Regions from separate parts of the Mus musculus genome. Here all the other regions are linked to region 1. The links are chromatin contacts, called in public Hi-C, HiChIP or PLAC-seq and promoter capture Hi-C maps. All regions are on one chromosome and are shown on one strand. The core of a region is the stretch at or near the end of the contact, and the rest is flanking DNA. Distances in the headings are between cores, read along the strand shown.

Region 1 (2,818 bases), core at 9-2,508:
GCGCCACTCCACTCGTGCGCTTCGTGGGAAGCTGCAGCGCGGGAGCTTGCTCACTGTCCCTTGGGCCCGCCCCAGGTTGATTGACTAGACTACCATAAAACAACCTAGGGGGAGGGGCAGCCAAGGTTCCCGGAGCCAGGCGGGAATTTGGGATGATCCCAGTCTCCTTGCCTGCCATTATCAAACAACCCAAAGGCAGGGAGACCCAACTGCCTGGGGCTCTAGGCCTCCGTCGGAGCCTCAAAGGAAAGCACAAATCCCTACAGCGAATCTAGGAAAGAAAGAAAGATTTCCAGATCCTGATTTACAGGGGGGGGGGGGGGGGGGGGGGGGCAGACTAGCACCGGGTGCACCGACTCCAGTACTGGTTTGTGTACTGGAGTAGAAGAGCCAGTGCCCCGAGTTGCTATCTCCTGTGGGAGGCATAGGGTGTAGGTTGAAAAGACTGTTTCCTCCAGCAGCTGGGTCTGGGCAGGCAAAACCAGCTGACAGGTGAATGTGGTGGAAGGGAGCAAAGACATAACGCAAAGCAAAACCAAAACAACAACAACAAAAACAAACAACAACAATACCCCCTCCTCTCCCACTCCCCCCCCCAAAAAAAAAGAAAACCCCAAACTTACTTCTTCGCTGGCGCCTTCCTCGGGAGGCGTTTTGGCTGCCAATGTATTCCATAAAGTTCAAAATGATAAAAAAACAAGAAATCAGTCGCAAGTGCATAGTAACCCTGTAATGTTTCCCTTTTTTCTCTCCTTTTTCTTTTCACTGTTAGTTATATTTAATGTTTTTTTTTAAAGAAAAATATGTATGTAGGTGTTAGGCGAGTCTATACGAAGAGTAGAAAAACCAGAGCAGCGGGACTTCTCCACTGAGATCCAACAGGCGTGCTGTGATGGCAAGCGAAGCGGGACGGGTGGACCGGGAAACCAACAATTGCATTCTCAAATTGTCCGAACACAGCCGGCTGCTCTGGGGTGGCTGTCATCGCCGCGAGCGAAGGTTGCAGGAGCCTCCTGGCTGGCCGCAGGTTAGCCTCGGTTGCACAGCAGCGGCGGCTGCGGGCGGAATCCAGGCGAGCAGTGGCCCCTGGGGCTCAGAGGCTGCAGCGGCTGCGGCTGTGGCAGGGACCCCGGGAGCGCAGGGAAGCGGACGCCGTGGGTACCGCAGCCATGGTCAAGGGGCGCTGGAGAGACCCGAGCTGCTTCTGGCGTTCTGAGCAGGAGCCGCTCCAGTGTTGGGCCGGGCTAGGAGCACCCCATAGGGAAGGAGGAGGAGGGAGGGGGAGACGGGATGGCTGCGGGGGGCGGGGGGAGCTCGGGGACGGGGAGGAGCAACAACCCGGAGCGACCTCAATAACTTTCAATTTCAAGAGGGAAAGAGGGAGCTGGAAAAGTACAGGCGTTGCGATTTGGCAGATGGACGGGAAGAGGCGCCTAAGGGGTCCCGGGTCTGTGGCGGAGCATCTCTGGACTCAGCAAAGACGGCGGGAGAACGGGAGCAGGGTTGGGGGAGGGACAATTTGAACCCGGCAAGGTGGGCGCACTGGGGTTTGGTGGTTTCTGTCCCAGCTGTACCAAATACCCCAGACCCAATGCTTCTGTTGTCCTTGGCCTCTGGCAGATCTAACCACATAGTAGTGGCCATGTCCTTCAGTTCTTCAGAGACCCTGCCTCACTCCAGCAACTGCTCTTGGGAAGTTCACCACTCGACTCTCTTGTTCCTAATTTCTTGGGATTTCTGGATACAGATGCCCTCTCAACTCTTAGCCTTTCTCAGTGTCTCTCTGTTGCTTTAACCCTCCCCTCCCCCCCAACTCCCTCCCCCCCCTTTTTCCAGGGAAAGTAGCTGTGGTTGTGTTGTGTGGTCTCAAGGGGCTTAGGTGGGAGTTTACCCTTCAACTTGAAGGTGCTTTACCTGATCCTAAGGGGAGGACCCAGAGGTGTGAGCTCTCTGGGTAACCTGGATGGAAAAGCAATTGTACTGTGGCTTTCTTCCAAGCCCAGCCTTTGCTCTGCAAGATCCCCCCTCCCTCAGGCACTTCCCTAAGTAGTCACTGTTAAAGAGTGTTAATCTCTCTCTCTCTCTCTCTCTCTCTCTCTCTCTCTCTCTCTCTCTCTCATCTTCTTATGCTGTTGAGAGGATCTGTTGTACATTCTGGTTTCTCATCTGGGGGACTGAGAATACTATGTGGAAAGATTGTCTCCATTTGGTGATAATGAGTAAAGGTCCATTTCCATTTCTTGCTTCTGTTTCCAGAGCAAGGGGAGTGGGAGTAGAGGGCTCTTGGCAGTAGAGAGAGAGAGAGAGAGAGAGAGAGAGAGAGAGAGAGAGAGAGAATCAGGTTCTCAGGTTAAACCACTACCAGGGAAAAGACCAGGCCCTGGGATGACTTCCGCTGTTGGGCATCCTACCTCTTCTTCTGTAGCACAGACACTTATAGTTACTGAATTGTTTTGTTGGAGGTCACAAGCCTCAAAGCATTTTTAATGTAAACCTGTCCTAAGGGTGCTGATGAGTATTCTGAAGGATTCTTTTGTAATGCTAAAGCTTTATGCAGCATTGGATTACAGGCAGGCCACTTTGAAACCAACTGAGATTTGCAGGAGTGCCTTCAATGTATGCGTTGATAAGTTAGAGGAGAAGCAAATGCCACAGCTCCTGCCTGTCTCATTGAAAAGCACCCCAGGTTCCAGGTCTCTGGAGCCTGTTATGTAGCCCAAGATTGGGGCTGAGATGGAATGGCCTGGATACAAAAGTCAGGAGACCTCGAATAGTTTTTCTTTGCAAAGCTTTAAAACACAGAATCTGAGATGCTGGC
Region 2 (2,889 bases), core at 137-2,636, 470 kb after region 1:
TAGGACCCATTAATGAGTAGATACTAAAATATCTACATGCATGTTTTAAATGGTTATTAAGCTCTACATTTAAATGAATGGTTGTAAATTGTATGAGTTAGTTCTCTAAGACAACATTGTCTATAGCTGGCAGTGTGTTTTTCAATGATAGGGTAAAAAGCAAATATTTCCTAATTTTTTGTAGCTTTCAATATAGAATTTTGTGATTGTATAAATATAACCCAAAGTAGCTTTTACATGGTCAATTTTGAGTAAAGGTGATGGCAGTCAAGCATGGTTAACCAAAATAGATAAATATTAAGTCTCCAGAGAGGTTTTTGTTTTTTGTTTTGTTATTTTTTTTTGCGTAATATTTCATCTATATGAGTTTACTCCTTAAACATAGCAACTGTAATGTGGTTCGATACTAAAACAATTGCTCTAAATATCAGTGTTTCATCCTTCCCAAGCCATGTCCTTCATTATTTAAAAGGGAAAAGAACACATTCTACTTTATTTTGGAATATTCCATTGACTAAATAGTACCTGATATTCAAAGGCTCTAAGTGCTTCATGTCTGGTTTGCAATACAGACTGCTTCATAACCTGACAACACTAAACAGATTTACTGGTAGTGCAATCAGTCACCCTTCTGTTTGCAGAAACCAAAGGGCTCAGATGACATGATTGCCACAGCCATTCGTTCAGTACCAACTTCCAGCACTTATAACCTCATCAGAAAGCCTGATAATCTGCCAATAATTTTCTTGGTTTCTTATACTCCTGCCTGCTAATGAAAACAGAGTTTTCTTTATAGGCATTGATCATTCATCTTATACTGAGAACACGCATACTACATTAATCAGACCCAATGCTTTTGGGGTGGCCCATTAAGATTATTTGAATCAAATCAGATAATACATTTAAGTTTTTCCCCTGTGTGTCTAACAATCTAGCTTAACAAATCATACATGTAATCTAAGTCTTTTTTTTTTTTGCTACAAAAAGAAAACACATGGAAAGTTCTTAATTTTTAATAATAATCTATAGCGAACTCAGCTTGCTCTCTTATGCAATTGCACGAGAAACAGCTGGGTCCTACTAAACAGAAAGCACTTTTATGGTTTCTCTTAAGGGCCATTAAATCAACGTGATGAGAGCACAGCTGGACTGGATCCTGAAAACTTATCAGATCCCACACAGTAGAGAAAGGGAGCATGCGATGTGGTGCTATAACCAGGTCCTAACCAGCCCCCTCACTTAGGGCTGCAGGTGGAGTTTAACAGAGAAAGCAAACTCCCTGTATTAAACCCTTCAAAGTTTGATCTTCCCCTATACCTCTCCTTTCTGTGTGGGTGTCTTCCCGTAATACCATTTATTCATAAAACTATTAAAAAGATTTTTCTTGGCTGGTTTTACTGGCATGACTCAGATAGTCAAGGACGTGCCTGGCTGTCTTAGTACAGCTTTCAACACCAAGACTCAGAATTTGTGCTTAAAATTTAGCACATGGCAGTTCCAAAGCTACAAGCTGTATGAAACTTTAGAGATTATGGTAGCTGGGTAAAGGCTTCCCACCCTGATAAACTGAAGCAAGATCTGGACATCTGTCCACAATGCACTGATGCTTTTCTGCCTTCTTGTTTTAGCTCAATTTCCTCATTGTTCTCTAACAACTGAAAATGATACAAATGCTATTAGTCTTTAAAGTATATGGATATATTTTTGTGATAAATCAAGCATCGTATACAAAGGAAGACAATGAAAGAAATTATAAGCAGAGACAAAATCTGTTACACCAGTGGTCATTAGGCATCATTACCTGGTGTCCTATTCTAATAGTCCCTGATCTTGTCTTCAGTATGTCTTAACGAGAAAAGGAGATTTTTTTGTTTGCTATGAATTAAGTCCAAGCTACGAAGTCAAGCTGTAGCCAAATTTGTAACCCTACACAGATAAGCTTTAGAACTTCTGTTTCATCCACAAAGTAAAATGATGAGTACCTACCCTTCATGAGTTTTATTAAAAGGTAAAATGGAAAGTGATGCATGAAGAATTTAATTCCATTCGTGTCTCTTATATTTGCTTTTCCCTTTCTTCTCCCATTCTCTTCCTCCGCTCTTCTTAGCACACATCTTCTATGCCCCAAATGCAAGGCACCCATATTTTTTTTTTTTAAAAAAGCAACTTCTCTAAAGCTCAAAACACACATTGGATTCCACAGTATAAGAGTGGAAAACTTCAATACCATACTGTCATCAATAGACAGATCATGGAAATAGAAACTCAACAGAGATAGAGAAACTAACAGAAGTTATGGATCATGTGGATTTAACAGGTATCTATAGAACATTTCAGCCTAAAACAAAAGAATATACCTTCCTCTCAGCACCTCCTGGTATCGTCTCCAACACTGACGTCATAATCAGTCACAAAGCAAACTTCAACAGATACAGGAAGATTGAAATAATCCCACGAAGCCTAATCAGACCACCATCACTAAGGCTAGACTTCAATAACAACAAAAACAACATAAAACCCACACACCCATGGAAACAAAACAACTCTCTACACAATACCTTGATCAGGGAAGAAATAAACAAACTGTCTTAGTGTTTCTATTCCTGCATAAACATCATGACAAAGAAGCAAGTTGGGGAGGAAAGGGTTTATTCAGCTTACATTTCCACATTGCTGTTCATCACTTAAGGAAGTCAGGACTGGAACTAAAGCAGGTCAGGAAGCAGGAGCTAATGCAGAGGCCTTGGAGGGCTGTTGCTTCCCCTGGCTTGCTCAGCTTGCTTTTTTATAGAAGCCAAGACTACCAGCCCAGAGATTGTACCACCCACAAGGGAACCTCCTGCCTTGATCTCTAATTGAGAAAATGCCCCACAGCTAGATCTCATGTAG
Region 3 (3,108 bases), core at 208-2,707, 390 kb after region 1:
GGCAAGAAATACTCAAAAGGGGGTCACACCGGGCATCAGAATTTTGGTCCTCCCTTAGGCAAAAGACCCTGATTTCGCTCTGAGATATTTCACATAGTTGACCCTGGCAGATATTTCAATAGTTACTCCTTACAGTATGATACATGAAAAACCACAATGGAATTATTATATAGCCCAGAAGCAAAAAAGAGTGCTTTAATAAAAAGCATAGCAGAGTTTGTCATGTTTTAATTTTAATGATCACTTTACATATACTACATAAGTGATTTTTCTAGATAAAATGAACACTTTCAAGTAAAAAGCAAAGCTTACTTTAGATAAAAATACTGGTTTTTCAAGGGTATCAGTTAGTAAAAATGTGGACTCTGAGGTGACATAGAACATCAGACTCCAGTCTGGGCTATTTGGCTGTCCTATGTCTTCATTCCGGAGCAGTGACGACATTGTCACTTCATATATAATTCTGTGATTTGGAGTGAATTGTAGATCAGAGCATTCTATTCCTGTGATTTCAGGTTACATTGTGAAGTTAGTGGAGCTGACTGGTGACTTTGCCCTGACAGTGTACCAGTTGCCTTAGTTTTTAAGTCTGAGAGAAAAGAAGAAATTACTCAAACTCTGCAGGAATTTTGTGACAAGAGAAATCTTTCAAATGGCCACTATCTTCTAAAAAATAAAGATATGAATGTAAAAAACTGAATTGTGAGGATAGATATTTAGACAATCAGGTCAGAGTCAGTCTATAAGAAAATAATTTAATGTCAAAAGTGTATCTGGGTGATAGAATGCATTATGTAGTTTGGCACTTTTAAACACAGTTTAAGAACTTAAAATTGTTATTTTGTTTTTGTTCTATCATCTATTTTAGAACATCTTATTGGACTATCACCAAACTTTTTCATCATACTGATCTTAGAGACATAACACTAATATTTTACTATTTGACATTTGTTTAACTATTACAAATTACACTATTTGTGCACACAAAAACATGTAACATAAGTAACTTTAAAGAATTAAAATAGATTAAAATAAGTCAAATGGCAAATTCTATCAATCAATTTATGAAGATATATTAACAACTATAATTAGACATGATAAAAATTGAGTTGCCAGTTAATCGTAATATTTATGTTGCTCTCGAATTTTATTTCCTAATAATTAAAATAAAATGTTAGTATTTCTAAAGATTTAGAGAAAAGCTAAGAAGTAGACACATGTAACTTTCTCTTTTTTAGTGAATTCTGTCTCAATATCAATGTGAAAATTTTGCTTTGAGCACACTTTTCTTTAGGGTATATTAGAACATTGTAAGCAATGACCTGAAGAACTCTGTGTCTGTCTCACTGGTGATGACAAGTATGTTAATTGCTTGCAGATAACATCTGTTCTAGTGAAATCAAGATGCAGAGCCTGAGCTGGATCTGTAGTGCAAGCTGCTTTCTAAAGGCCTGTTCAGGAGCCCTGCTGCATGCATTTCACAGACTCTCCAGGCAGCTGGGGAGCTTGTGTGCCTTTTTGAGAAACTTCCAGCAACTGAAATAAAATCCGCCAGGAATCCTGGGTCATTGAAATGTCTCCCTTTGAGCAGTGGACTTACCTTTGAAGCTACAAGATACCCACTGACCATGACGCCTGGGTATGCTCCGGCTAAAGCAAGTTCAGGGTGAGCTGCCAACCTCCTGCATGCAAGAGCAAGCCACCGACTTCCTTCTCTGTTTACAGAACAGGGTGAAAGGCCTCTGTAGAGGGGAGAGCAAGAGCCTGGTCAATATAATGTCAGATAGAAAGGGCCCTTCTTCTCCAAAAGCCACATTTACAATTTTGCATGGTTCATGGATTGCAATTGCTTTCCAGATGTGCCTATGGACTTAGCTAACCATAGCATCATGATGCTCCGCTTGCAACCCTTTCCAGACTGCTTATTTGCTTCTTCTTTAAACTATAGAATTATGAAAAATCTAATGTGCTGTTTCTAGGAGAGCCAGTTCTACTCTCATTTGGGACATGGAGCACAGATTTCCAGGCCTCCCTGTGCTGTGCAGGATATGGAAGAACTTCAGCCTGGCATGTTTCTCTTCAGTATTTGTAGACCAAGCTAACTATGTTGACCAGAGCCGTGAGCATGGCAATCTCCCTAGTTTTGCTGATAGGTTTTTGATGACAACATTTTGAAAACTTCTTTTAAAAAATATCTACAGGTTTGAGAACTAAAATAATTTAAGAAAAGCAGATTTAATAAGAACAGATACTAAAGAAAATGTTTTTTCTATAGTGGAAAAGTTGATTTTAGACAAAACATTTGTTTTCATGTTTCCACTATGGTTGTCATGATTTTAAACACAATCTCTTGGTATACGAGTTATTGATGTAATAGTTTTGAATAAATTAGATCTTTCCATCATCTACCTTATCAATACTATTTCAGCAATCTCAGGATAGAGAGTGGTGGAAACACTCCGCTGTGGTATGTTTTTTTTGTTTTTGTTTTTTTTGTTTTGTTTTTAATACACTGTCTCAAACTCAGATAGTGGGTAAAAAGAGCAGCCATCATTCTGAGTTAGTGCCACTGAGGAAGATTGATCTGTGAAAGAATCAAGTGAGAGGTTTTGGGAAGATGAGTGGTATATTCTCACAACTGGGACACTTACTAGAGAACAACCGGTCCCCTGAGAAATGACCTGAATGGCTTTTGTCAGCACAGATCGACCTGATTTGTTGGTTCACTTGGATTTTCTATTTCCTAGCCCTCTGTAACAAAAGTAGATATTATTCTTCCAAATTAATCAAGCTTCAAATATTAAGATTTTAGCAATCAATGGACTCATTAACATTAACTGATTTGACTTTTAATGATCAGTACTTACTTGAACATAGAATTTTGAAACATTTCAAAAGCATGATTCATAGATGCATTTGTATGTCTTAATAAAATAAAAATTATATGTAAGTTTAATTATACGTAAATTTTCACAGGCTTTACATTTTTGCTTCTTGTTAAACTCTTATAATTTCTTATAAAAATCATACATTGTCTATTGTTACCTTTCAAAGAATGTATCTATTTGTATTCTTACAGAGAGTTCATAAAGATGCAAACATCAATCA
Region 4 (2,882 bases), core at 191-2,690, 320 kb after region 1:
CACACCTCACCTGCTCCCGGTCATTGACCCTAGCTGTGTGTGTGGTATTTGGAGGGGCAGGCAAAGAACAATGAAAGGAATGTGATGTCGGCTTCCTTTGATTGATATAGGGCCACTGGAGCTAGGCTTCTGCCCTCTTCGGGGAAAACAGGTAAGCAATCATCTTTCAGAGCATTTGAAGAGCATCCAAAGAGTCCAAAGCACTTTATAAATACAAAGCTCTTGACACAGTTCTGGTCATTAGTCTCTTTCTGGAGAACCAAAGCTATTCCCATCCCAGTGCCTCACCTTGGAGGACACTCAGTGCTAGACCCTTTGACTCTCACATCTGGGAATGTGAAATCACTACCATTCTGACGTAGGAAGCATCCCTTACTCGGAAAGTCTGCGTGATTAAATGGGTGTGCAACAGAGGACACCACCACCACCCTCCCCAGGCATTTCCCCTGATTAGCCTGAAATCCAGCCTGTGTTGTTAATGTGACTATTTTGCTCTGTGGGTTCATACTAGGTTCACAAATGAAATTAAGCAAAATCAAAATTTTCAATTCTATTTGCAACCAAGAAAACAGTGAATTTCAACTTTAAAAGTCTCGTGGTTCTGCAATTACTGATTTATTTGTGCATTCAACTAATAACACAAATAAATACTGCATGTCACTCTTAAAATTAATATTAATAGCTACTGAATACTTCACTGTTTTCAGTTTTTAATGTTAAAAGGAAAGTATCTTAAAATAATATCAAAGTTTACAGCATACACTCATTAGTGAATAAGTGCAAACCTACTATTAAAGTTCTCTGACTGTTGCTTGATGCCATCTTCATACTTTCTTAAAAACGCTTGTCATACAAATCTTGGACAACTTATAGACAACCACACACTATATACTTGTCTTATATCTAAAATCTAGCTTCAGGTTGTGTAGCCTCAGCATGTCACCCTTGATGGCAGCTATAGAATCTCCAGGGTATTTGAGAACCATGAACTAGTTTATTTTATTTCTCAAAAACAAAGAAATACAACAAGCTGCTACGGTTCAATAATGAATTAATTTCAGTAATTAGAGAGATTTTATTCCTTCACTTATTTAAAAATATCAGTAATTCTTCTAAAAGGAAAGAAAATAATGTTTATTTAAAAGAAAATAGCACACCAATAATAAAATGATGATGATCCTCATTGTGGTGTGGCAGTTGGGACTAAGCGAAATTAAACAAAAACTTTAAAGCATTAGTGACTGAAGATCACTTAATTCCATGGATAATGGGCCCTGTGAAAATTATGAAAGCATTAACCATCTGGTTCACTATGAAGCTAAGTAAAATGGGCTTCTCTGCAAGACACAAACTGACTTAAACTCCTGATTCTAGTTTACTGCTCTACTGGCACCAGCATGCCTAAACTCATGGGAAGGCAGCCTCGTGCTGCAGAGCAGACCAGTGAACACCTGGAATATATTCTCCAGAGTGAAAACAGCAGGGAACTGACCAGAAATAACCTCTCTCATATTATTGCTTCAATTAGACCAAAACAACTTTCCCTTTGAAAACTTAATAATAAACACTGCGGGTCATTCACTTGTTTTGAGCCCCTTTGGGAGTGAGGAGCAGATGTATCCCCTTAGCTAGCCCCCTTTCTGTCATAGAAACAAGAGGCACAAATCAGGACAGATATTGATTTTAATTGGAACCAACAGCACCTACATGCCATATTAATTTTCACATATTCCTGAAAAAAATTAAGATTGTTTCTTGGTCCTCTTTGGGTTGATTGTATATAGTGATGTAATGAATGCATTTGGAAACTGGACAATACCTACACAGATTTAGTTACTTCTAAAATGTCCATTGTATACTGGAAGTGGAGAAGAAAGCATCCTGTATCCGTTATAGTTCTTCTTTATTGCCTGAGCAGGGGCACTTTTCTTGAGAATTTTCATCTCAAAAGATGCTATACATAAAAAGAAATCTTTTACTGTAAACAAAAAGCTTTATAAACCTAGGTTGATGGTCTCAACCTTCCTCCATTTCTTAGAATTACAAAATAAAGTTGTTTCCACATAAAAACAAAATTGCCTTCTTTGGAGTTATTAAGTTCTTGCTATCTCCTAATTCACAAATCACTACCCTTCCCTAGTTCTCTTGCTCATGTGATACATTGTTCATCTATTGCTGCCTGGAAGTGAATCATGTTCTGTAGTAGGATGTACTCATTTCAGTTTTCTGGGATCTGAATACAAGGTACATCAGCATACCTAGGGTGGAGCTCTAGGTTGCACTGACAGAAAGTACTCTAAATAGCCTTCAGCTGGGTTACCTGTATATTGTAGCTCACTGATTTAAGCACAGGTAATTGTGACACTTAGAAGATAGCCATGTAAAGACACTGCAGATCCCTATAATCCCATAGTGAAAAAAAAAAATCAAAGTGGAGAAAATTCAGAAGTAAAGATCAGCATGACTTAGCACCATCTACTAATGACTTAATACTCATTGAGGACTGTTGTTTATGGAATAGCAGTGCAAAATCAATGAGGAAAAATGTAGAACAAAATTTGATTAGAGTTTGAGGTTATTGACATGAGTGTATACATTGTGTACTTTTTTTTTGAGGTGTACCTGAGAGAAAAGAAAGACTAGCTTAGCATGTCTTTACTGTGCAAGAGAAAAACTAAAACTATCATTTCCCCTTCTTCTTTACTATTAGAAAACATGATGGTTTTTATTGTTTGCTGTGATACGTAGACTTTTCTGATCTATGCAGCAGGTCCATGGTCTAGCATTTTCCTTGCTGACCTGGATCTTATTTCATGTATGTGGCATTTCCCATGTCTACTGACAAAGAACTGTCTTAATAGGAGTGAAGCTATTCAGTGGTA
Region 5 (2,909 bases), core at 360-2,859, 360 kb after region 1:
CTAAAAATGGGTTTTGAATGCTAAGTTTATGATCATTTATGGTAAGGTAGTATAGCCTGACTTCCCTTCGATGATTTTCTCCAGAGCACACCATAATGGCGAGGCCTTTAAACATCAAGCATAGTTTCAGAGTTTTCTTCAGTTCACTTTAAAATAATTTAAAATTGCATTTTGATTTACTTGTTATGGTGTGTGTGTGTGTGTGTGTGTGTGTGTGTGTGTGTGTGTGAAGAAGCCATGTATTTGAAAGAAACGGGACTTCAGAGAATAAGGGGGGATTGAAAGGAGGAAAGAGAACAGGGAAAATGATGTAATTATATTTGAGTTTAAAGAAATAAAAATGGGGGCTGGTGAGATGTCTCAGTGGGTAAGAGCACCCGACTGCTCTTCCAAAGGTAGGAAGTTCAAATCCCAGCAACCACATGGTGGCTCACAACCATCCATAATGAGATCTGACTCCCTCTTCTGGAGTGTCTGAAGACAGCTACAGTGTACTTACATATAATAAAAATAAATAAATCTTCAAAAAATATTTAAAAAAAAAGAAATAAAAATGAATAGAGACTATGAATGTGGGCAGAAATGTAAGAGCACACAGGCTATACATGTGGATGACACAGGATAAACTCAGGCATTGGGCTTTACCTTCTCTTTTCTTTAAGACACATTTCTGCTACTATTTGTTATTGAGTCTGCAGGCTGGCCCAGAAGCTTTCCAAGACTCTGTTCTCTGTTTACCTACCTTTCATTGTAGGAGTATTGGACTTATAGACACGCAGTATCAGGCCATAAGTTCCAGGCTCTGGGAATTTGAACTCAGGTTGCTGCCGCTGTGTAGCAAATGTTTTACACATTGAGCCACTTCCTTAGCCCAACTGACTCATTTTTAATAAGGAATCTACATTGACAGTTGTGGTTTTAGTTGTTTTTATATTTTACATAAATAGGATAAACAAAGATTGCCTAACCATATACTGATGGTTAAAAAAGAGCTAGGAGAGTGATAACTCAGACAGAAGGAGAGATCATAGCTTTTATATCAGGTAAAGGAAAACTGCAACTGTCTGTTGGTTTTGATGATTTCATGTACACATGAAAGTTGCATCCTTCCCTTAAAAGAGATAAGGAGAACATGAAAGGTGCAAATTGAACTTTTGCCTCACCTCCTGTTTCTGTTCTTTACCATTTTCAATTAATTTCTGTTTGTCTTACTGTCTATCCGCTGAAAGTGTATCTGAATCCAATGAAAATGTAAAACATGTGATGTGAAATTGTTTGAGAGAGGAAAGAGGAAGTGTGCTGTTAAATGTTAAGACGGGTCCTGTGGTAAATTGTATACATGCACCACATCAAAAGTAAGTTGAAGTTAAAATAAATAATGTTACACTGCAAGTTGAAAGACTATAGCGAAGCGTAAAGATGCTTGTGTACTAATTGAGAGTATTTTAATCATGACAAGATTTAGAGAAATAAACACTGTAGATGAGAACAGGGCGCTGAAAGCTCAATGCAGGTTCTGCTTTTCCTTTCTAGTGGCTTGGCAGGGACTCTGCTGAGCTCCAGTCTGGCCTTGGAAACAGAAGCAGTACTGTTCAAAGGATTAATCAGAGGCCATCCACAGGAGGCCTGGGGCCAAGCACATGGCCAGCCTCCTGAGCTGGTACAGAAAGCATTGCCCTCTTCTGTGTTGCCAGAGGTTATAGTGGACCACTGCCTTGGAGGCATACAGCAGACCTAGTTAAGCAGGCACTTGTTTCTCTCTGTACAGTGATGCTGACCTCACCAAACACCTCTGTCCTCTCCATTCTGTCCCTGTGACTCACCCTTAACTACAGGATTAAAATGACCAACACTCTCTTAGCCATGACTCAAGCTGAGCTATAGTCTATATGGCTATCAAGGATTAAGAAAAAAAAAAAAAACTTTGTATTCATTCAAGAGGGAGAAAACAGAAGAAGAAAGAAAAAGTTGTTTCTGTATCAGAGCTTCAAAGTTGAGTCCATTGATTGAAACTTTTCTTCTAGAAAATGTAAGTTTCTTCTTACATTTGGACGATATATAAAAACCTGACAGAAATTCAGCAGAGGCTCATAAAGATCAATTAGGAAGATTTGTGTATTTTGTGGAACAAAACTTTTAATAAATGTATGTTTTACAAAGACATATTACTTCCAAATTGTTGTTCTTTAAATTCATCTTTACCCTTCTGAGGGCGATTTAATTCTAACTACAGTCAAAGAGACACCAGAAAGACTAAAAAGAGAAAAATGAGTGAAATAGTTTATGTATGAGTGGATTAATCTATTAAGCATATGCTATCAAATCTTTTAAATATGTACCTATCATATGATGTGAATGCTTTTATCACCTAATAAAATGGCTTATTTCATTTTAAAACCAACACTGAATTTGAGTATATAATAGGTAAAGAAATTTAACTTTTGAGATACCTTTTATTCTTCTGTTAATGTATTGAGTATCTATGCACTACACTCATTTAGTGTTTGTGGAAAAAGTTGAGTTTAAAAAAATCCTCCTGATGCAGTCCTCCTGATCCTCTTATTGGGTTTCCAGAAGAGAAGTGCCTACTAGACAATTGTTGCATGGCATAACTTATTCAATTTTAAGGCATCAGACATTCAGAGAGAAGGAATACACGGCTTGGTCCCACCTAACTTATATGCTTAGATATTTAGAAATGCTACATAGAGCTATTCTTTTGTTGGTTAAAAAACAATGGAATCATTATTTTTATTCTAACATTTTTAGCTAAACATCTTGTTACTTCATGAGGATATCTGTTTGTACAGATACTAGAACCCAATGTTGAAGATGAAAATCCCATTTCTTCTTTGTTAATCATATGTTTGAGATATCTATGGGTGTTTTTGAAAGGTTGTAAATTCAGA
Region 6 (2,856 bases), core at 94-2,593, 390 kb before region 1:
GGATTCACTATTCTGGCTTTCCACGTATTCAAGAATAAGAACAATATCTCCGTTACCTCAACTGTTGCCAGTATGTTTGAGCCTTCTCAGCACAGAGATGATTTCTCTACTTTCTTTGTATCCCCAGCACCTTGGACAGTGCTGGCCACAAACCACTCCATAGCAACAGTTTGACAGCCTAAATTATTTCCTTGTGATAACATAAGCGATGTCACTGGGGGTATACATTACCTGGGCTTAAATATGCTCTCATTTCGCTACTTCTGTGCAATTTACTCCAAATAGCCATTTCACTTTTAAGACAGGATTTAGTTTAAAATGAAGTCTCGCTCTAAAATTAACGCTAGGCTAGAAACTGTTGAAGAATATCTAAGTCTTTGTCCTTACAAAATCACCACAATAAAGTAAGAGAAGTTTAATGTCTCAAATTTTTCCTTTAAAAACAGGTTTATATATTCTGACCTGCAAACTTACAAGGGGATTTCTATGGGTTAAAGTAAGTCACTCGAGCCTACTCTCCTGAAATAAAATTGGAAGGAAAAAGAACAAAATTCCCCTCAAACATTAGGAGTATTATTACTGTGAATCAATATGGATAAATGTAAACTGGAAACGCATTTTTCTTAATTCATTGTCAGATCAGACGATTCTTTATTGATACATTTGTTCTGACTACTATTACTCACGTGCACAACAGTAAAAAAAAAAATGGATCTCAGAAATTACCAGTTTGTTTTCACTGAAGAAATTGGCCTTTAGCGAGGAGAGGGGAAAATATGGTGCCCAGTGCTACTGAGATGCACTTAAAACATCCCTGGAAGCACATATTTATTCAGTTTGCCCTAAATTAGTCATTTCTCCTTATCTCCTCAAGAACCCTTTGTCTGTGGGACAGCGGGTCTGACGAGCATTGTCTATTCGCGGAAAAGCCATCCCAGGACTCCGCCCGAGCTGGGGGTGGGGAAGGAGCCGCGCATGGAGAGACTGACTGAGCATTAAAGTGAGTGAACAAAGAGAAGTACCGGAAGCGCGCGCCAGCGCCTCTAAGAGCTGCGTCTAGAGACTCCGCTGGGTCAGGCTGAGGGTGCAGGATGCTCCAACCGGCTTCCCAAGGAAAAGAGCTCAAGTAAATAATTGATGGAGATTGATCGGACCTGAGACAAAGCTTTGCAGGAAGCCAAGGCATCCGATTTTAAGCGGTCTTGGAGTCTTCTGCCAAATACAGGAAATGGAAATGGAGAGAGGAATTTGATGAGCCAGGCTGAATAATTCTGCATCTCGGGCGTGGCTCTTGCCTTTTTGTCTTTCTGCCTCCCACCCGCTACCCTGGTTCCCCATCCTTCTCTTTCTTCTTTAAGCAACCACTCCGGTTACTTCTCTCCTGTCTTCCCTTCAATCCCGCCCTCTTTCCAGCCCAGTCCGGTGAGGTCAGCTCATGAATACCGCTGCACTTCCTGGGGAAGAGTCTGGCACTGCTTGGCACCCCGGGTATTGCCTGCTGCATTTGCAGCCCAGCCAGCCAAGCACCGCCGGCTAGGAGTCAACTCCCAGAGCTCTAAGTCTTTGTGGTTGTCGCCTTTGTTCGGAGAAACAGAGTGGGTGTGGATCCCGTGCAAGCAAGCGCGCCCAGAAGAAATTCGCCTATAACACTACGGAAGCTGGGAAGTTGAACTTTCTCTGAAAGGTAGAAAAATAAAGTCGGAGGTCTCCGGCTTCCTGGAAGCAAAAGCCACTGCAGAGAAGTGAGATCTTCTGGATTTCTAAAGACACGAAGAGAAACGGGGTGGGTCCTGGGACAGATAGGATTTGAGATGAAAAGGGTTGATTTGGTCCTTACTATCATTGCTTGGATGGATATTGCCACTGGAGAAACTGTGAGATACATTACCTTATTACTTTGTCAGGGAACAAGTGACAGACACTAGGTTCCTTAGATTGTGGAACTAATTAATGAAACCCAAGCTTTCGTTGAGGTTATAGTCTGGGCGGGTGAGGCTTCAGCTGGTGACTTTCTGAGTTCCCGCGTGGTTCTACTTGGTTAAATATAACATTGCATTGTCAGTACAATTAAGCTGGGTGGCCCACTTTAGTCTGACCCACGGTAAAGTAGGCCAGACTTTTTAGCAGAGGGTAACTTTGGTTTTCCTTCTGAAGTAATCATTGTTTATTTTTGTATTACAAAGGGAGTTGAAAAGAGATTACAGAGGGAGAAAGGAAGGTGGAGGAGTTTTGGGTGCCTTTCCGTTATGAAAGGACAAATGATTACATCCTCAATTGAGATACTTACAACAGACAATAAGAGTAATAATGGGAAACCATGTCTCCTAAAAGCTCTCTCTCTCTCTCCCTCTCTCTCTCTCTCTCTCCCTCCCTCTCTCTCTCTCTCTCTCCCTCTCTCTCTCTCTCTCTCTCTGTGTGTGTGTGTGTGTGTGTGTGTGTGCGCGCGTGCGTGTGTGTGCGTGTGTGTGTGTGTGTGTGTGTGTGTGTGTGTGTGTGTGACCTTCCTCTGCTTTACCAGTAAAGGTAAATGAGGTTCTTGGAAAGGGGCCAAATGAACTAGCTGTCTGAACCACTAGCAAGGAAAATCCACAGGTCTTTTCTGTCCTCTGGATTAAAATGGTATGTTTATACTGGAAAGCTAACACAATGTATCTTACCGCCCTAAAGGAAGACAAACAGCCTTTTGGTTAAATAGTGTTCCATGGTTCTGTTTCAGAATTTGGCTCCATAGGAATGTCTGAGCATTTTAACATTTTTAAATTTAGGTTTTATTTTATGCATATGGGTGTTTTGCCTGCATGCATATTTGTGTACCACATATGGGTCTGGTGCCCAGGGATGACAGAAGAGTGTATC
Region 7 (2,830 bases), core at 137-2,636, 260 kb after region 1:
TATGACACTACTAAACATGTGGGAAGTAAAATATAAGTAAAACATATTTTGATTATATTTTTTGAAAATTATTATTAGTTTTTTAACCTGATGATTTAGTCTGTTGAGCTGTTTTGGTGAGCTAAGAAGTCTCCTGATTTGTTATTGTGGTGCTGGTGGTGGTGGTTGTTGTTTTGAGCCATAACTATCTTCAAATTGCTTAGCAATATCACTAAATACCACATTGCTTGTCTTAGTGATTTTTGACAAGGGATCACTAGATAAGCTCCTCAGACATCATTAGAAATCACTGTGTAAAGATAAGAATCAAGTGCTAGGCAGTGGCATTCCCTTTAAATGCAAAAGTTAGACACTATTACTTTATTAGTGCACATGGTTATAGTCACTATTGTCTTCCTTTTGTATTTGGTATTTGATTTATTAATTAGGAGTAAAGCAATTCTATTCTCCTGGGTCAGGAATTGGATTTTGATTGGTGCCATACTGAACCATTGGTGGGAGTCAATAGAAGCATAAATGCTGATCACACCACTGAGCTTAGACAGAAAGTACCTTTGTTTTTGTCCATGCTATTAATAACCCATGAAATGAATATACGTTTAGGATGGTTTGGTGACTGACACCTCGTTAAGATATCAGGATCATGTCGTTTGAAATATGTTTAATAGCACAAGACAAAAGTGAGAAAATACACTGAAGATGAAAAAAGGAGGAAGAAGTACTTTTTTAATCTAATAAGTGAAGATGAAATATTGGCATAAATTGCCTTTGCAATAAGGATATTCAGTGTTGCTGGGGAGTCTTAACTATAACTTAGATCTTAGAAAATGAATATAATCAATGTATTCCACAAATACTACCATTAGCCATGCAAACTGTTATGTTACATTTTTATCTCCTTACTTCTCAAATGCTTCAACACTGGCAACACACCACACAGTTTCAGTGAACCGGCTGGGTTGATGGACAGAAGAGACAGCCAGCCCTCATTAAATCAAATCACTATTGCTGGAAAAAGTTTTCCTTTAATAGATAAGAATAGCGTTAACTTAATAGCTAAACAATAGGTGGGGTAATTTCCAATAACTACAACTAAAGATAAAACGTCAGTTTATACCTTCCCAGTGACAATTTTGTAATGGAATTCTGACTCAAAACTGGGCTTCCTATACAGTGTGTTATATTATAAGAACAGGTCTCAAAGTCCATGCTTCTAGCTGATGTACAACATGTAGTAAATATTTGAAGAAACATTTAAGACCAAGTTGAAAAAGGAAAAAAAAAAAAAGTCTTGCTTATGTGCAATTAAACTGTTCAGTCCCTGTTCTGTGATTACAATGCAATTTGACACCACATGTGGAAAGATCTACTTGGGGGATGGGGACTTGAGAGCTGTCAGGGGACTTACTCCTTTGGCAGTGATTAACAGTTAGGTAATGAGGGTCTGCTGTGTGGGGGTGAAAAATCCAAAATTGTATCAAATGGTTAGCTGCTCTTTTAGTGACCCCAAAGTGCATAGTGGTCCTAGAACTGAGAAGTTTAATATGTGTTTGAGTAGGGAGGGGGAGGGAGAGAGAGAGGGAGCGGGGGAGAGATTTTAGAAGTTTATATTTTATTAAGGTTTTTCTCCCATACCTCATCACCACAAAACATTCTATACTATTATTTCTTGATAGCTAAAACAAAACCAGTCCAATAATCAAAGAAAAAAAATGAAGTTTACTAATTTGTTTAAATTGTTAACAAACCACCATTTTTAACTGGGAAAAAAATACAACTTTGAAGAGGAAATATATTATTTAAATGTAGTACTAAAATAGCCTCATTGTAGATTCAAGTGTCTTATGAATTGTTTAATTTGTTGGTCAGATTTGCATTACAATGCATTATCTCAGATGTATGTAACGCAGCAGAAATAAATAACCTAACTCATTGGGAAAACTCTGAAGGGGGAAGAATGAACTCCATACTGCAGTGTGGATATTTTCATTGGATTGAAATGAGCCTGGTCTGAGATATGTAGAAACTGTGCCCATAATGGCTGTGTTCTTTTCCTTACCTGTGTACTCAGAACTGTCTCCTGCGGGGAGGGGATACCTGGGCACCCATGCTGTTATCTGTCAAATAGTCTTGTGACATCACTTAGCTTTCATTCCTTGTAATAAGAATAGAGCAACAGCTCCCGCTTACAGTTCCTGTGAAGGTCAAAAGAAGCTATACATAAGAAAGATGGCTGACACTTAAGAAAGCACTCATACGTACTGAGAATGTTTCTTTAATTTCCTCGTTTTCAATGGAGAATAGCTTCAGTTTTATGGTTTTCCAAATTTGAAGCAGGATACACACTTGTGATAATGTATTTACCCTCCATATGATGATATGCAACCTACTCATACTAGTATTATTGTTATATTTTAATTTAATAGCCTCAACTGCAACAAATCAAAATATTAATAATAATGAACATAATAATCGATCCATAAGCATGACAGTCCTCTAGGTTATTCTGTTAAAACAGCTGCCTCTAAGTGAAATTTACTGTACATCTTAACAACATAAAATGCTAGTGATTAAACTACAAGACTTGCACATAGCTCTTGAAATCCCAGAAAATATCCTGCGTGGGTTTCGGTGTAAATCATCTGGAAAGTTGCTTTGGTAATACAAAGACAGAGCAAAAAAATGGCTGAAGCCAAGAAAGGCAGTGTGTAAACATGAGTCTGTTGTTCTCTGGAGTAATGAGAAAGTGAATGAAACCTCCATCCATGGACTCCCTGTACATGTGTACTGGGGGGTATTCAACCCGGGTAATTAGTTTCCTTTTCAGTAA

Evidence for each region. Promoter capture Hi-C pulls out the DNA fragments that hold promoters and counts their contacts. A called contact is a pair of places that touch in the nucleus more often than the background predicts. HiChIP or PLAC-seq counts read pairs in DNA pulled down with a chosen protein or histone mark.
Region 2: a contact with region 1 is called in a Hi-C map of uterus, with 6 times the contacts expected there. The contact joins the enhancer-like site here to the promoter of Rspo3 in region 1. A contact is called at or near these places in 10 of 39 promoter capture datasets (the 3T3-L1 cell line, cranial neural crest, embryonic stem cells and 5 more), 9 of 484 Hi-C or Micro-C datasets (cerebral cortex, cortical neurons and uterus), 4 of 115 datasets of contacts at active chromatin or transcription factors (astrocytes, embryonic forebrain and embryonic stem cells) and 1 of 9 other capture datasets (embryonic stem cells).
Region 3: a promoter capture Hi-C map of second pharyngeal arch cranial neural crest shows a contact between it and region 1, with 4 times the contacts expected there. The contact joins the enhancer-like site here to the promoter of Rspo3 in region 1. A contact is called at or near these places in 7 of 39 promoter capture datasets (embryonic stem cells, frontonasal cranial neural crest, hippocampal neurons and 3 more), 5 of 484 Hi-C or Micro-C datasets (cortical neurons, embryonic fibroblasts and nephron progenitors), 3 of 115 datasets of contacts at active chromatin or transcription factors (embryonic limb bud, extraembryonic endoderm stem cells and stem cell-derived neural progenitor cells) and 1 of 9 other capture datasets (embryonic stem cells).
Region 4: a contact with region 1 is called in a promoter capture Hi-C map of stem cell-derived epiblast-like cells, with 4 times the contacts expected there. The contact joins the enhancer-like site here to the promoter of Rspo3 in region 1. A contact is called at or near these places in 14 of 39 promoter capture datasets (the 3T3-L1 cell line, 3T3-L1-derived adipocytes, the HPC-7 cell line and 8 more), 1 of 15 datasets of contacts at CTCF or cohesin (stem cell-derived epiblast-like cells), 1 of 484 Hi-C or Micro-C datasets (embryonic stem cells), 5 of 115 datasets of contacts at active chromatin or transcription factors (embryonic forebrain, embryonic limb bud, embryonic stem cells and 1 more) and 1 of 9 other capture datasets (embryonic stem cells).
Region 5: a contact with region 1 is called in an H3K4me3 HiChIP or PLAC-seq map of craniofacial prominence, with 5 times the contacts expected there. The contact joins the enhancer-like site here to the promoter of Rspo3 in region 1. A contact is called at or near these places in 11 of 39 promoter capture datasets (the 3T3-L1 cell line, embryonic stem cells, frontonasal cranial neural crest and 6 more), 2 of 484 Hi-C or Micro-C datasets (the AML12 cell line and gonadal supporting cells), 7 of 115 datasets of contacts at active chromatin or transcription factors (astrocytes, craniofacial prominence, embryonic forebrain and 3 more) and 1 of 9 other capture datasets (embryonic stem cells).
Region 6: a Hi-C map of cerebral cortex shows a contact between it and region 1, with 4 times the contacts expected there. The contact joins the promoter of Soga3 here to the promoter of Rspo3 in region 1. A contact is called at or near these places in 1 of 39 promoter capture datasets (hippocampal neurons), 3 of 484 Hi-C or Micro-C datasets (cerebral cortex, cortical neurons and embryonic stem cells) and 1 of 9 other capture datasets (adipose tissue).
Region 7: an H3K4me3 HiChIP or PLAC-seq map of craniofacial prominence shows a contact between it and region 1, with 6 times the contacts expected there. The contact joins the enhancer-like site here to the promoter of Rspo3 in region 1. A contact is called at or near these places in 22 of 39 promoter capture datasets (the 3T3-L1 cell line, 3T3-L1-derived adipocytes, the HPC-7 cell line and 11 more), 5 of 15 datasets of contacts at CTCF or cohesin (the G1E-ER4 cell line, the NIH/3T3 cell line, hippocampal excitatory neurons and 2 more), 130 of 484 Hi-C or Micro-C datasets (the AML12 cell line, the C2C12 cell line, the G1E-ER4 cell line and 55 more), 25 of 115 datasets of contacts at active chromatin or transcription factors (PVALB interneurons, acute myeloid leukemia, astrocytes and 17 more) and 4 of 9 other capture datasets (adipose tissue, embryonic stem cells, embryonic tail and 1 more).

What each region holds. Positions count from the first base shown.
Region 1 is chr10:29,534,609-29,537,426 of GRCm38.p6, forward strand. It overlaps Rspo3 (R-spondin 3), which reads right to left and starts at 1,259. Exons shown (of 5, transcript NM_028351.3): 1 at 624-1,259. The coding sequence starts at 720.
Region 2 is chr10:30,002,000-30,004,888 of GRCm38.p6, forward strand. No RefSeq gene overlaps it. Among named protein-coding and RNA genes, the nearest start is that of Cenpw, 200 kb to the right of the region's middle. Within about 2 kb of position 1,387, at least 11 of the 459 cell types and tissues checked have an H3K27ac peak or open chromatin away from gene starts, as enhancers often do. A contact at or near this core is called in uterus, where this site is marked.
Region 3 is chr10:29,920,289-29,923,396 of GRCm38.p6, forward strand. No RefSeq gene overlaps it. Among named protein-coding and RNA genes, the nearest start is that of Gm46219, 220 kb to the left of the region's middle. Within about 2 kb of position 1,458, at least 13 of the 459 cell types and tissues checked have an H3K27ac peak or open chromatin away from gene starts, as enhancers often do. A contact at or near this core is called in second pharyngeal arch cranial neural crest, where this site is marked.
Region 4 is chr10:29,851,276-29,854,157 of GRCm38.p6, forward strand. No RefSeq gene overlaps it. Among named protein-coding and RNA genes, the nearest start is that of Gm46219, 150 kb to the left of the region's middle. Within about 2 kb of position 1,441, at least 7 of the 459 cell types and tissues checked have an H3K27ac peak or open chromatin away from gene starts, as enhancers often do. A contact at or near this core is called in embryonic limb bud, second pharyngeal arch cranial neural crest and stem cell-derived epiblast-like cells, where this site is marked.
Region 5 is chr10:29,896,367-29,899,275 of GRCm38.p6, forward strand. No RefSeq gene overlaps it. Among named protein-coding and RNA genes, the nearest start is that of Gm46219, 200 kb to the left of the region's middle. Within about 2 kb of position 1,610, at least 28 of the 459 cell types and tissues checked have an H3K27ac peak or open chromatin away from gene starts, as enhancers often do. A contact at or near this core is called in astrocytes, craniofacial prominence and embryonic limb bud, where this site is marked.
Region 6 is chr10:29,142,653-29,145,508 of GRCm38.p6, forward strand. It overlaps Soga3 (SOGA family member 3), which reads left to right and starts at 1,344. Exons shown (of 7, transcript NM_026138.2): 1 at 1,344-1,783.
Region 7 is chr10:29,793,460-29,796,289 of GRCm38.p6, forward strand. No RefSeq gene overlaps it. Among named protein-coding and RNA genes, the nearest start is that of Gm46219, 92 kb to the left of the region's middle. Within about 2 kb of position 1,387, at least 3 of the 459 cell types and tissues checked have an H3K27ac peak or open chromatin away from gene starts, as enhancers often do. A contact at or near this core is called in craniofacial prominence and second pharyngeal arch cranial neural crest, where this site is marked.